2 separate regions of the Mus musculus genome follow, and region 1 is linked to region 2. Evidence: chromatin contacts called from public Micro-C data. All regions are on one chromosome and are shown on one strand. Each heading gives the region's core, a stretch centred on a gene start, on an enhancer-like site or on the middle of the called end of the contact. The rest is flanking DNA. Distances are from core to core; before and after follow the strand shown. Region 1 overlaps Sbf2 (SET binding factor 2). Region 2 overlaps Swap70 (SWA-70 protein).

Region 1 (2,700 bases), core at 56-2,555, 240 kb before region 2:
GCGCTTTTCTGTAGGCTCCTGGGACGTAGTTCACACAGGAAGAGACAACTTTCACCGACACCCCAACTGCCGATGTCTCAATTAGAGAAGAACCGTGGCCATTAATTATAAATATACTCACTGCAAAAGACAAGGGGAAGAGGTATGCTCAGTCTTTGTCATATAACGTTTAGAAAACATCGCAAATCAGAGAATTAGGCAGAGACCACAGATTTATGTAGTTAAGTATATTATTAATGCAGCCACTTTAATTTTGAGCCTAGGATTTCCCTCTTAAGTATGTAACATTATTCCCTTATGACAGTACATCCCTGACCATTGCAGAGTATCTGCTGGCAGGATATGAACTTGAAAGAGCTGGTTGTTCTTTTTTTAGTAGCCTTTGCCCCCCTGCAGATGTGACTTTAACAGAGGAAGGGGTATTTGCGTGTGTGCGTGCATGTGTGCATGTGTGCGTGCATGTGTGCATGTGTGCGTGCGTGTGCGTGTGTGTGTGTGTCTTGCCCCCAGGAGTAGCAGAAATAAAAAACAGTCATTTGTTAAAGTAATTTAAATATAGAACTTGTATAACTGCTTAAAAGTTTAATGGCTTGGGAAGCCAGGGCAGGAGAATTGTGAGTTTAAAATCATTCTGAGCAGTTACAAAACCACCTTTAAAAAATTTATTATTTCTATCCTAGAAATTAAAAATAACCTGTTCAACCATCATTTCAGACTTTATAGGAAACAGACTTTTAGTTTTGTTAAACCTGGAAGATGAAGATTGATGGTAATTGTTTTACCGGATGGCATTCGTCACTGGATGCATGGTCTGGTCTAAGCAACTACTTCCTATAGAGTGGGAAGCAGTTTTGTAAGTACTTTCTTCTAAAGCACAGATCAGAAACATACATTTTCTGATTACATTTCAAGGTTTGATATTAAACCAGAACTTAGTTTCATTGTGCTAAAATCTTTTAAAGATTAGTATTTTGTTGAAGAATTTGAGTCCTGTCCTGCCTACTGCTTGACTTACGTATGCATGTTGTTGTTGTTGTTATACTTGAGTCCCTATTGTAATCTGGAATGCAAAAAGAACTTCCAGGAAGGACATAAATCTTACTTTAAAAATGTACAAGTAGGAATAGAGTCATCAGTCAGTGACTAAGGATAGCTGAATTCAGTTTACTGATGTTAAAATTGTCTAATGTCCTGTGCTTCAGTGTAACTAACATTTGGCATTCAGTATCTGTAACTGTGTTGAAGTGAAAGGAAAGGTGAATTCTAACAATGAGTCAGAGCAGCAATTGAAAGAGGCTTTGTTTGTTTCTTTAACTTGTTTTGTAATAAGATCAGTTGTTTCAGTGAATAGCAGTTGTAGAGGAACTGCACGTTGCACATTGCTTTTCAAGATGAAAATTCTTCTCATTCATCATGAATTCCAGAAAGAGGACTTTTGACCAGAAGTATTATATTCCTTCCTTCCTTCCCTTTTTTTGTTTGTTAGTTTAAACTAAATACTTTTCATTCTTTAGACATTCTGTAGCATCACAGCTTCCCTTTCATCCTGAGAGGAGTCCTGGTGTGTGGTTATTGTTAGGGCAAGCTGTCTTGTAAGGCTGTTTCACCAAGTTCAAATAGATCTTTGTAGTTCTGTCTAAGAGGTAGGTCACCAGTCCTTGTCCACTCTTCCCCTCTCAATAATCTTGAATTGCTTGTCAATACTGTGAAAACAAAACTCTCCCCAACTGAGCTTTGAACTTACTGTACTGCTTTGTCACTCTGAAAGTTTGAGGATTTTATTTAATTTCTCTTAAGATTGAGTTTCCTGTCTTTAAAGCCTCCCTTCCCTCCTCTGCTGCCCTTCCCCTGCCCCTCCCATCTAGTCTCTCCTCCTTTACCATCACCTCTCCAATCCTTTTCATTCTTTCATGCAGTATATTGAACCTACGGCCTCTTGTCAGCCAGCTAGCTTTTTCTCATTAAGCTATACTCAAGCCCTAAAAACTCCGCCACTTGTAATTCAGTTTCTCTCCTCTGATGGAGAAAAGATGGACACCTTCTACATTCCTAAGGCTTTTAAAATCTATTAGGGAAAAGTAATTGTTTAGAAAGGGATAGGTGCATGCCATTGTGTAACTGTGTGATAGTGTCTCTGCTCTGCTAAGAACTCAAAACCTATGTGAGTGAATTAAGTCTGAAGGCTGGTTAGGATTTTTTCCACTATGGAGACACAGACACTGGTAGTGAGCAGACCAAAGCAAAGTAGTAGGAAAGATGGAAACTTGCTCAAAGAGGCAAGAGCTGACTGGGTCAGGGAGCTCAGGCAGGGACTAGGGGGTAGTTGGGATGGAAATTGCCATTTTCTAAATTTATGAAGCCAGATAGTGGAGGCCTTAAAGTTGTGAGGTATCTGTATTTGAAGTAGGAGGCAATAAGAAACAATTGTAATTAAAAAAATATTTATTTATTTTATGTGAATACACTGTTGCTATCTTCAGACACACCAGAAGAGGATATCGGACCCCATTACAGATGGTTGTGAGCCACCACGTGGTTGCTGGGGATTGAACTCAGGACCTCTGGAAGAGCAGTCAGTGCTCTTAACCGCTGAGCCATCTCTCCAGCCTGAAACCATTGTAATTTATTTGCTTGTTTTCTTAAAAGAAGACTGGGTTCAACTATGATACCCTTGAACTACTGTTCCTCTTGTCTCTACTT
Region 2 (2,700 bases), core at 85-2,584:
ATGCCCGGACTCCTTCCCAGGTAAGTACTCTGATGCAAGCAGGGGTGGGAAGCACAGAACGCTGGAAAAAGCCCTTTCCTGCCATCACCAGCTTCCAGCTCAGAACCAGGGCTGCAGGCCTTGGGCCTCCGAGATGAAGTCTTTTCCCTAGTTCACATTCTCTGTAATCACTCATTGTATCCTTGTTTTCATAACCAGGAGTGTGCTGGCTGTAGTGGGTGCCTCGAACCAGCCTCGCTTGGAGAGTGCTGTCCATTCCTGTTAAGTCTTGCTGGCCCTTCTGAGGCTTCCAAGTCACCGGTCTTAGGTAGTGGGTATGTTTGTGGTGGACACTCAATTCCAATCCTGGAATGCTCTCCCCTGATATGAAACCCCTGCTCTGGCAGCCTAGGACAGCCTCACTCCCATTGGACAGACTTTGAGGGTGACATGGAGGTGGCAGCTGGTCTGAACCCCCAGTCTGTGATGGACCCTGTCCCTGGGGTGCTCCTGGCTAAAGAGCAGAGAGGAAACTCAGGAAGTGAGTCTCCCAGATACCACCTTCAGAAACCCAGGTTAGGCTACTGGTTGTGTTTGGGGGAGAACTGGGGTGAAGTGGGGAGGTGGGATCTGGACAGAGCTCTCCTTTGCTTACTCTAACAATCTCTCTGGCCCTCGCAACTGCCATACAGGAGGCAGACATAGAGAAAGGCCCACATTCCTGTGGGTGTATGGCCCTGACAGACTGTTTCTGCTCTAGTAGAAAATGGACAGGGAGGTTGAGTCTAGACTAGGGTTGGAATTTAGTGTCCGCCACAAATGTGCCCACTACCCAAGACCAATGACTTAGAAACCTCAGAAGGGTCAATGAGGCTTAACAGGAATTAACAGCAACTGCCCCCGAGCAGGGGTGATGCAAGGCACCCACCACAGCCAGCACACTCCTTCCAGTTATGAAAACCACAAATGTTTCCAGATACTGCCAAGTGTCCCCTCAGGAACAAGTGTCTGTACTTGAGAGCACTGCACTAGAGAAAGAAGGATGGTTTGACAAACACCTTTCTCTCCCTGCTCTCCTTCATGAGGGAAGACCAGCTTGCCAATACATAGTCAAGCTAGAACAAGGGACCGCTTCATCCACAGTACGAAGTTTTAATCTTGGTGACCATGTAAAACCAAATAGAAAACCACAAGGTTTATTCTAGTCAAAGACATAAAAATAAATAAATAAATTGAGAGAACAGAGACAAGAAGAAAAGACTTCAGAGGTAACAGCAACGATAGAGGTAGGTTCCTGAGCTGACCAAGGCTTCCCACAGCTGTGACTCACACCAAACATGAGGTCACAGCTAACTTCTTGAGGTCTTAACTCCCAAACCCAGTGTTTTCAGGAGTATCCCTAAACCACATCCACATGACTGTATGAAAATGAAGATTAGCAAAAGCACACATGCAGGCAGGCACGCACACACAAGTGCACACACACATACACACACACACTTTACTCCATTTTATTAATGTAACCAGTTTAAAATGTATGAAATTCTGGTATGTTTAATTTTGTTATTGAGTCCACTTTACTAAAAAAATAGAAACCAAAAATCCCATAGAAAACATTTTAATACCTTAGAAAAATTAGCAAAAAAACAAAACAAAAAAAAAACAAGAAGTAGAGCATATTACATTGTATGTGTAGATAAAAATGTTTTAAAATTATAAATATTTTGTTCATTCTCAATATAGTAGATCCCAAAACATTTTCAAATGCTTTTCATTCATAATTCCTGCAAATAATCTCATCTCTCGTTGGAGGAAAGGGCTGATTACAGTGAACACACAGACAGACACTCCCAACGTTTCCTGTAGTTATTACAGAGATGAGGCACGGTCTATAGACACTTAGCTGAAACCACCTTGAGTATCAGGAGAGACCCACAAGTATCAGCGCATTGGCCTAAAGGGGAGTCACACAGTTCACATCTGTGCGGTCTTCTCATCCACTGTCTACAAAGGACTTTCACTTCCCAGCCACAGTGCTACTGAAGCCGGTGAGGCAAGCAGAAACAAACACTACAGACTGCAGACGCCTTCTGCACAGCCCATACAAAGGGAGCATGCAGTATTCAGGCTTGAGACCAGACAAGGAGGGCCGTGGCAGCTGCGGGCCATGCCTCTGGCTGTGCTGTAAGACAGTCCAGGTTTAAGGAGGGAGGTTCTGTCAGCCCGGCCCGGGCGATCCCTTTACCCCAGTCTCCCCTGGACCCCCAGGCCCTTGCTTCCGTCCAGACATTTCACACCGGCCAGTACCTTCTTGGAGTTTCTTTTTCTTTTCTCTCCAAGGACACTGAGGTCTCTAGGAGACATCATCAAGACACAGGGGAGACCCTGGTCCCCTTGGTCTGATTCCCGGCTGCACTGACAAGGAAACATGGTGAGTGAATGGCCAGGTCCAAACCTACACCCAAGTTATCCACTAAGAAGGTTCGTGACACAGTGATACTTTGCACACAAATCTAAACTGTATGAAGGCAACTATAAACATTAAATAAAATTACTTTTATTAAGCAGCCCAAAATCTTAAGAAAAATTGGTAAGACTTCCATTGGCAAATGTTTTCCAGTCATAAAAGGCAGAGATTAATGGAACTCTATCCAGTCCTTATGTAGATGCCAGGACTGCTGGGATCTATCTGTAGACTTGCACATGTCTGGAATGGCCTCC

The links. Hi-C and Micro-C count contacts between places; a contact is called where the count stands out from the background.
Region 1: a contact with region 2 is called in a Micro-C map of embryonic fibroblasts, with 7 times the contacts expected there. The contact joins two enhancer-like sites. A contact is called at or near these places in 1 of 39 promoter capture datasets (the C10 cell line), 2 of 15 datasets of contacts at CTCF or cohesin (the NIH/3T3 cell line and large pre-B cells), 9 of 484 Hi-C or Micro-C datasets (bone marrow-derived macrophages, conventional type 1 dendritic cells, cortical neurons and 5 more) and 4 of 115 datasets of contacts at active chromatin or transcription factors (acute myeloid leukemia, astrocytes, embryonic fibroblasts and 1 more).

Annotation. Positions count from the first base shown.
Region 1 is chr7:110,524,141-110,526,840 of GRCm38.p6, reverse strand. All of the region lies in intron 2 of Sbf2 (SET binding factor 2), which reads left to right. It also overlaps the pseudogene Gm10087. Among named protein-coding and RNA genes, the nearest start is that of Gm46027, 80 kb to the left of the region's middle. Within about 2 kb of position 1,305, at least 25 of the 459 cell types and tissues checked have an H3K27ac peak or open chromatin away from gene starts, as enhancers often do. A contact at or near this core is called in embryonic fibroblasts, where this site is marked.
Region 2 is chr7:110,282,320-110,285,019 of GRCm38.p6, reverse strand. It overlaps Swap70 (SWA-70 protein), which reads right to left. Exons shown (of 12, transcript NM_009302.3): 12 at 1,514-2,700. Among named protein-coding and RNA genes, the nearest start is that of Gm32861, 4.7 kb to the left of the region's middle. Within about 2 kb of position 1,334, at least 55 of the 459 cell types and tissues checked have an H3K27ac peak or open chromatin away from gene starts, as enhancers often do. A contact at or near this core is called in embryonic fibroblasts, where this site is marked.